Regions from separate parts of the Mus musculus genome. Here region 1 is linked to region 2. Evidence: chromatin contacts called from public Hi-C data. All regions are on one chromosome and are shown on one strand. The core of a region is the stretch at or near the end of the contact, and the rest is flanking DNA. Distances in the headings are between cores, read along the strand shown.

Evidence for each region. Hi-C and Micro-C count contacts between places; a contact is called where the count stands out from the background.
Region 1: a Hi-C map of rod photoreceptor shows a contact between it and region 2, with 1.9 times the contacts expected there. The contact joins two enhancer-like sites. A contact is called at or near these places in 1 of 484 Hi-C or Micro-C datasets (rod photoreceptor) and 3 of 9 other capture datasets (adipose tissue, embryonic stem cells and liver).

The regions. Positions count from the first base shown.
Region 1 is chr10:91,185,649-91,190,127 of GRCm38.p6, forward strand. No RefSeq gene overlaps it. Among named protein-coding and RNA genes, the nearest start is that of n-TDgtc16, 5.7 kb to the left of the region's middle. Within about 2 kb of position 1,968, at least 206 of the 459 cell types and tissues checked have an H3K27ac peak or open chromatin away from gene starts, as enhancers often do. A contact at or near this core is called in rod photoreceptor, where this site is marked.
Region 2 is chr10:91,020,256-91,024,269 of GRCm38.p6, forward strand. Apaf1 (apoptotic peptidase activating factor 1) reads right to left here. Exons shown (of 27, transcript NM_009684.2): 18 at 3,465-3,593; 19 at 401-526. Among named protein-coding and RNA genes, the nearest start is that of Apaf1, 60 kb to the right of the region's middle. Within about 2 kb of position 1,521, at least 2 of the 459 cell types and tissues checked have an H3K27ac peak or open chromatin away from gene starts, as enhancers often do. A contact at or near this core is called in rod photoreceptor, where this site is marked.

The DNA of each region.
Region 1 (4,479 bases), core at 718-3,217, 170 kb after region 2:
AGGAGACTGTAGGGAGTTTTGCGACAGATTTGCTGTGATAAAACACTTTGATAAAGACCAATGCAGTGAAGGGGGCCTTGTTTTATCTCACATGTCCAAATGATTGTTCCTCATTGAGGGAATCAGGGCAGGAGCTCAAGGCAGGACCTGGTGGCAGGCTCTAAAGCACAAACCGAGGATGAATAAATACTGCTTTCTGGATTGCTTTCTGCCTCCCTGCATAGCTGGTTCTACATCACTGGCCCACCTTCCTAGGGATGTTGCCACCTACAGTAGGCCAGGCCCTCCCACATCAATTATTAACCTAAATCTCTCCTCCTCAGGGCCATAGGACAAGCTGATCAAGGTAAATTTTCAACTGGGAATCCCTCTTCCCAGATAACTCTAGATTTGTGTTAGGTTGACAGTAAAAACTAACATCGCAATATAACATGATGGTTTATATATTTATCTTTTTTTTTTGTATAGTATAGAATAGAGTTTATTCAGGACATGGGGATGGGGAGTTAAGAGGGTAGGGGCCTGGGTTCTATTCACAGAGCCTACACAGTGGCTCATAACTGTCTGTAACTCTAGTTCTGGGGATCTGATCGTTTCTTGTCTTGTGTCCAGTCTTAAGGCAAAGCCAACCCAAACCTGATGCCCACCCTGACCTAAATCAAGCAATCAATCAATCAGTCAAATCAATCACTCTACCCTCTACTACCACACTCTGGGGACTCATGCTCTCTCCCCTGACAGATTGGGGTGGTAGTGGTGGTGTCAGTTTTCAAGTTGTTGGGAAATACAAATTCATTTTGGGTATGTGGAGGTGGGATAGAATAACTTCTACTTTGCACTTTGTTTATTTTATTTTTTATTTTTTTGTTTTTCGAGACAGGGTTTCTCTGTGTAGCTCTGGCTGTCCTGGGACTCACTCTGTAGACCAGGCTGGCCTCAAACTCAGAAATCCGCCTGCTTCTGCCTCCCAAATGCTAGGATTAAAGGCGCACGCCCGGTGCTCTTTGTTTCTTTTAAAAGCAAAGCAAAAGTAGGAAAAAACAAAACCAACCAAGTAAGCAAGCAAGCAATAACAAAAGGGTCTAAGGAAAAAAAAAAAAGCTGTCTGTAGCATTTTTGAGATTTTGTTCTCTTTTATCAGCAAAGTGTTGTCAGAAGAGTTTACCCATGATCAGCCTGGTGTGGTGGCTCACATCTTTAATCCCAGCATCTCAGAGGCTGAGGCAGGAGACTCGTCTGAGTTTTCAGGACGCCTTGGCTACAAAAGGAGAGTCCATCAGACAAAGATAAACAACCAAGCAAAATCCCATAAAGTAGTCAGAAAATACCACGCAGCTTTACTCTTTATGCATTTATAAATACCGAGAGAAGTTGAAAGGGAAGAAAGTAATCTGTTAGAATGTGCGGATCTGGAAGGCGGGTGGTGGTGCGCACCTTTAGCTGCTTGTACATTGAAAATTCTAGGTCAGACAGGGCTACACAGAGAAACGCTGTCTCAAAGCGGGTGAAGGGGCGGGAAAGAAAAGAAAAAGACGAATAATGTTGAATTAAAAAAAGAAAAAAAGAAGGGGGAGGGGGCGGGGAAGACATGACTACTTCCAAGTATGGCTGTGGAGGTAGGTTTATTGTAGGTAGGAGAGAGAGCACTGCCGGAGGTATCTGAAAGTGTCTGGACTGAATTGGGTCAGCAGAGTGGACCGCATTATGAGACGCATGAGAAGGGAGAAGAACGAGAGAGGGAGTGAAAGAGAGGAGAGAGACAGAGCAGGAGAGAGTACCAGGAGCCAAGAGAGCCAAGTATACCAAGAGGGCACGAAAATGTCTTGAGTTATATAGGGAAGAGGAGCTAGCAGAAGGGAAGCAAGCGAAGCTCAGGTGCTGGAGGGGTTTTAGGGTCCGGGATAGGGGTGAGAAATGCTGAGAAGAGCAAGGCCAGGCCTCTGCAACAGGTAGCAAAGATGCTGAGAGATACTGGGAAGAACCAGGCGGCCAGCATCCGCTTTGATATGTTAATAGGCACCTCAGCCGTTTGTCCAGGGTTTCTTTGAGATCTTATTTAAAAAAAAAAGTGCGATCTGTATTTCCGAATTTTCTACTAGATACCTGTTATTATCCTGAGCTGAAGAGTTTAAGGTTACTAATATGAGGCAAAACAAACAGCTCAGGTGTCCTTCCTTAGCTCTCTGGTTTTGTTTTGTTTTTTTCCTACTGTGATTCTTTGATTCTTGTTTCCTCATTATTGCGCAGCTTAAGCTGTTTTTCTAGCCCCCAGCCTGGCAAAGAAGGGGCAAAGGCGAGTGAGGAATTGAATCCAACCCTGGGCGGGTGGCTTTTCCCGGTGTCCCTTTGTCTCAAAGCCGAGTGTTCCCGGTCTTTTGTTCTCCGCAGCCAGCAGGATTTGAGATTTAAAGAAAAACAAGAGCCGAGTCTCCTTGCGCCCTCTGGTGTCCCAACGAAGTATAACCAGATAAAATCCACAAATATCGCGGCCATTTCACACAACCGAGATGCCCAAGGAGAGGAGAACGTCAGGAATCTTGGATGAATCACATACCAACAGAATTTAGAAGTGTGGATACGGATTAAAATGAACAGCAGCAGCAGCAACAACAACAACAGTAACAACAAAAACAACAGTGCCTGTGATGCAGATATTTAGGAGAACTGTAGAAGCTGGGATGTGCCAAGCAGCTCTGGGTTTGATTTCCACTAATGTTAAACACAAAACAAAACCTACCAGTAAACAGCACAGTTCTCAAAGCATTTGGCAAAGGATTATGGGTACTAGAACCAAGAAAGTCTAGAAAATCCAACGTAAATCACTCTTTTACCAATTCTTTTTTCTCTATTTATTTGCTTTTTTGTTTTTCCCAGACAGGGTTTCTCTGTGTAACCTGGTTCTCTTGTAGCCCTGGCTGTCCCAGAACTCTCTCTGTAGACCAGGTTAGCAAGATCCTCCTGCCTGTGCCTCCCGAGTGTAAAGATTAGAGTCGCGAACCACTATCCTCACTGCAACCTGTTTTTAAAAGCCAGCAACATTTCTGAGCTGTGCATTTGGAGTAGGAATAGAAGCAGGATTTTTTTTTTCTCTTGACTTTTGTTTGTTTAAATTTTCCTTGAGGGTGAGGGTAGGGGTAGGGGTAGAGTATATATATAGAGAGCTTAGTGGTTAAGAGCACTGACTACTCTTCTAGAAGGTCCAGGTTCAATCCCTGTGTCCACGTGGTGGCAGACAACTGTCTGTACTCCAGTTCTAACAGACATACACACTGGCCCAAACCAGGCAACATATTGAAAAGGTCAGCTTAGGAACTTTGGGAAGGTCATGAAACACTTGCCCCCCTGGAACCGAGAGGCTAATTAACATTCCTCAGACCACAGGGTGGGAACTGAACTTCGGGTGAGGACACATTCGGCAGGACTGACTGTTGCCCACTTTCAGACTAGGGAAGTCCTTTTCACCTCATTCTCTAAAGACCAATCAGTTTAAAGGGTGCACTGTCCCACCAATCATATTGTGCCTAGTTGCTGATGCTCTATTCTACCCTTGGAAATCATAGAAAACCTCACCTGTTGCTGGGGCACCTCTCCTTCCGGTCTGGGATGACCCCAGTGCACTGGAACAATAAATTCCTCTTGCTTTTTGAATCGATCCTGGCTCCACATGGTTCACTGAGGGGTGCCGGGTAAGCTAAGTTTCCCCAGAGTCTTACATTATCAGATAAAAGTAAATACATCTAAAAAGCTTTTTAAAGTTTGGCTGTCCTGAAACTTGCTCTCTAGACCGGGCCAGTGTCGAATTCACAGAGATCTGCCTGCATCTGCCTCCTGAGTGCTGGGATCAAAGAGTACTGAGTGCTGGGATCACTCCTGGCTGGTAAGGTTTTGCTTTAAATGTTTGGTAGGTAAGACTATAGTAATTAAGTGGCACCGTAGTTGTCTTTGGATAAGCAACACAACACAGACATAATGAAACTAAAAAAGTACCCAAAAGGTACATAGATAAAACTTTTCTCTGCGGTTCTCTCTCGGCTGACGTCAGGGTTGGCTTGGCAGTTCACCAAGGTCTTCAGAAGATTATAGTTTGTCTTAGTTTGCTTCTTTGTGGCTGTGATAAAACGCCTTGACCAAAAGCAACTTGGGAAGTTAAGAGTTTATTTGGCTTAGAAATTATGGTCTGTTCATGGCAGGAATCGGAAGGAAGGAGCTGATGCAGGGGCCATGGAGGGGTTCTGCTTACTGGCTTGCTCAGCTTGCTTTCTTATGAAACCGAAGACCTCCTACCCAGGAGTGGTACCACCTACAATGGGGGCCGTTTCCATATCAATCATTCATCAAATAAATGCCCCATAGAGGTGCCACAGGCCAGTTGGTGACGGCAATTCTGTTCTTGCAGTTAACTCAGGTTTGTGGGATACCAACCAGAACTAACCAGGAGGCTGCTTCTTATTCTTCTGGCTCTTCTTTTGACCTTTTTTC
Region 2 (4,014 bases), core at 271-2,770:
AGGAGATGTGTCCCAGTCTAAAACCTTTCATGGCAGAAAGGCAATCAATGAACAGTAGGAATGGAAAAGGAGGGAGAATAATAGAAAGGTAAAATACAGGAGCTCTGAGAACGATCATGTAATTAAATATGAGAATTCAAGAGGAAGAAATGAAGCCTTCCCAGGACTCAGAGGTGCTGTGCAAGCAGCTTACTCACCGGACTTTGCTCAGCACCTGGCTCAGGGACAGTCAATGAAACGTCCAGGGGAAGGACACATGGCTCACAGAATAGCACTTTTCCAGGATAGATATGTACCTAGGAGCTTTGTTTCTTACTTCCCTTAGTACTTCCCCCAAAATTTCTTTCTCTATAAATTTAGTTTAAAATGTTTGAAATGAAAAAATCTCAGTATTTCTCACCCTTATTGTTTGGTCATCAGAAGCTGTCAAAAATGAGGAGCCATCGGGAGAAAACATCACACCGTGAACCCAACTCAAATGTCCTCTGCAGTCGGCCACCTTTAGGCGGGAGTCTATGTTCCACAACTACAGAGTAAGCAAAGAACACAGGAAATCACATTCATAGCCAGTTTAACATGCCAGAGATTCTAGAAAGAGCAGTAAGGACCCAGTGGCAATATTTCTAGATAAATTATCAAAATTTAAAACTGGATTGCACATAAATGATTTATTTTACAATCATACTTTTAATAGTAAATAAACAGAAATAACAAAGCTTGCCATGTTAGTACAGGTCAGCTGATGTATCTCACATTTAGTGAACACAAAGCCCTGGGTTCCCTCCACAACACACACACACACACACACACTCAAAAACAGTCATGAATCTAGTGTACATAAGGAAAATACCTTGAAAGCAGAGGGAAACTAACAGAATATATTATAATTAATCATATAATGGAATATTATGCAAAATGGGATGAGAAAAATATCCCCCAAAATAACTAAGCTCTATGATATCTATTTAAAGAAAAAAAAAAAAAAAAGAAGAGCATACACTATTTTTCACTTAAGAATTAGATGTTTGAAATGCTCAAACAATAAATAAAAGCTTTTTTTTTTTTTTAATTACAAAGTCTGGGGGTATGGTTTGATTGGTAAAACCCAGCATGGTGGCAGAAGGATCAGAAGCACTGAGTCATCCTTGGATACAGAGTGAATGTGAACCTAGCCTGGGCTACATAAGAGCCTGTCTCAAAGGAAAAAGAAAAAAGAGAGAGACAAGGAAAATGAATATGTGAGCATATAGATGGCTGTAGACATATGCATGTACATGCAGATAGAAATCCGCTTACATACGCAACAAGATGCTGCTCCGAGACAAAGCAATGAGAGGAATAAAGGGGTAATGATACTGAAATCCCTCTGAGAACAACTTATTATAAAGCTCTGAAGCTAGAGTCATGTATGTGTTTTATCTTTTTCTTAAAATCAATCTAAAAATAACAGGATGCGCATAATCAGCTTCCATGTAAGGATTATCTCTCTAATACTGTCACCCAACCTTCCTCTGAGCTGCTGCAAAGCCCTACGATAAATGAGCACACTAACTGTAGCATGTACACCGTGCTCTTCCCACCCACGCTTACGACAACCTGTCGGAGCCGGCCACCGTCCCGGCAGCATTGGTCCTGGGTTCTGCTGTACATCCCTCAAATATACTCCAGCCTAATGAAGTACCATATGTGCCTGAGCTCCTCTCATTACACTTTGAATTACAGACCTACTCTATGATTTCAGAATTAGCATGGACAGAACAAGCACTTCATCACATGACCAGTGGTTTTCACTTGCTGCAGCCAGTTACAAAATAGTTACATGAAAAGCCTGCCTTGGGGGCTGGTGAGATGGCTCAGCGGTTAAGAGCACTGGATGCTCTTCCGTAGGTCATGAGTTCAAATCCCAGCAACCACATCGTGGCTCACAACCATTGGTAATGAGAAACAAATAAAAAAAAACCTTTGGGTCAGAGCAAGAGGGAGAAGGGAAGGGGGAAAAAGAAAAAGAAAAGCCTGTTTTATCTCTAGAGTCCAAAGTAGGAAACACTGCAGTAAAGGACAGAAATTAAAGTAATCCCACAACTGAAAAATCTCAAGCATCCCTGTTCCTTTCTGCCTTTAACTTGGTTCTCTCTCAGTTGTCACTTTGAACTTTCACGGCAAAGCCCTTACATTTCAAGAAGGAAGACATTCATTGTTTCCTGGAGCTTTCTAAGGATGATAGAGGGTAAGGATCTTAGAAATGATAGGAAGTACAAAATTGCAAACATTGTTTTATTTGTGCTTGGCACCGAATCAGACACATGACTCCCATCTTACCCTGTTCAAATTATCCATGGGTCTGAACTCGCATCTGTCTTATAAAGATTAGCAGCTGGGGCTGGGAGGTGGCTTGGTGCTAAGATGCTTGCTCTGCAAGCCTGAGAACCTGAGTTTGAATTCTCAGCATCCATGTAAAACGCCAAATGTGTGTAACCCCAGCACTGAGGGGGAGACACAGGCAGATCCAGAGATCCCTGACCAGCCAGCATAGTCAAAACAGTGAGCTTTTCTTCAGTGAGAGACTGTCTCAGGGCAATAAAGAAGCAGGAGGTGGAGAAAGATCCCTCAGGTCTCTGCATGTGCACTCTGTCAGATCTATATACCACATACACATATATACCAAACACACACACATGCAAGAAGAGAGTCTGTGTCTAGACCACTTTCGAGATAGCACATGTCTATACTGTTTAAGAGTGATCAAATTACATCATATGCCTGCATGAAAATTAACAAATTGTATTATTCCATACAGTATATATTTTTTATTTAATACGCTAATTTGAAAACACTGGGTGAGGGGGACAAGAGAAAGGGCTCAATGGATAAGAGCATTTCTCATAAGCATAAGGACCCGGGTTCAAATGCTCAACACCCCTATAAACAGCCGAGCATGGCTTTGTGTGCCTATTATTCCAGCATTTAAGGGTGACAGGCTAATTCCAAAGCTCCATGGCCAGCCACCAGCCAGTGAGAGACCCTTTCTTAAAGAAATAAAGTGAAGAGGAAATAAGGCATCGGCATGTACTTGCATGGATGTGCACATTCATATGCATATACAACACACACACACACACACACACACACGCACGCACACACACACACACACGGAGGGGGTTAAAGCAAAAAGAAGTGCCTCAGAAACCAATGATCATCCCATGGTTTCCTCAGTCCCAAGCACACACTAGATTCAATAAATGCTGGGTAAGTGGTCTTGTCATTCCATCACTGTAAGATCATGTCTTCAATCACATTAAAATAACAAAGCTAGCCATATAATTGGATACCCCAAAGCGATATGTTATTAGGCTATGAAGAAAACACAATTTTCCAAGAAAGCTTCTCAGCAGTTAAGGCATCCACCCCTGCCATCCTTGGACCTCCGGAGACCCAGATTCCATTGAATAAATTCAACTACTCACCTCCACACAGTACTGAGACAGGGCAATCACAGCCAAATGGTCATAGGGGGAGAAGTCACAGTACTGGATGGTGCTGTGATGGCCTGTGTGGATCTCTGCCAATAGGCCACTAGTATGAATATCAAAAAGCTGTTAAAATAAAGATATATCTATGAAAAACAAAACATCTTAAATTATACCTATGCTGAATCTAAATCTAATTTTATTTTTTTTTCCATTTTTTATTAGGTATTTAGCTCATTTACATTTCCAATGCTATACCAAAAGTCCCCCATATCCACCCACCCCCACTCCCCTGCCCACCCACTCCCCCTTTTTGGCCCTGGTGTTCCCCTGTACTGGGGCATATAAAGTTTGCAAGTCCAATGGGCCTCTCTTTCCAGTGATGGCCGACTAGGCCATCTTTTGATATATATGCAGCTAGAGTCAAGAGCTCCGGGGTACTGGTTAGTTCATAATGTTGTTCCACCTATAGGGTTGCAGATCCCTTTAGCTCCTTGGCTACTTTCTCTAGCTCCTCCGTTGGGAGCCCTATGATCCATCCATTAGC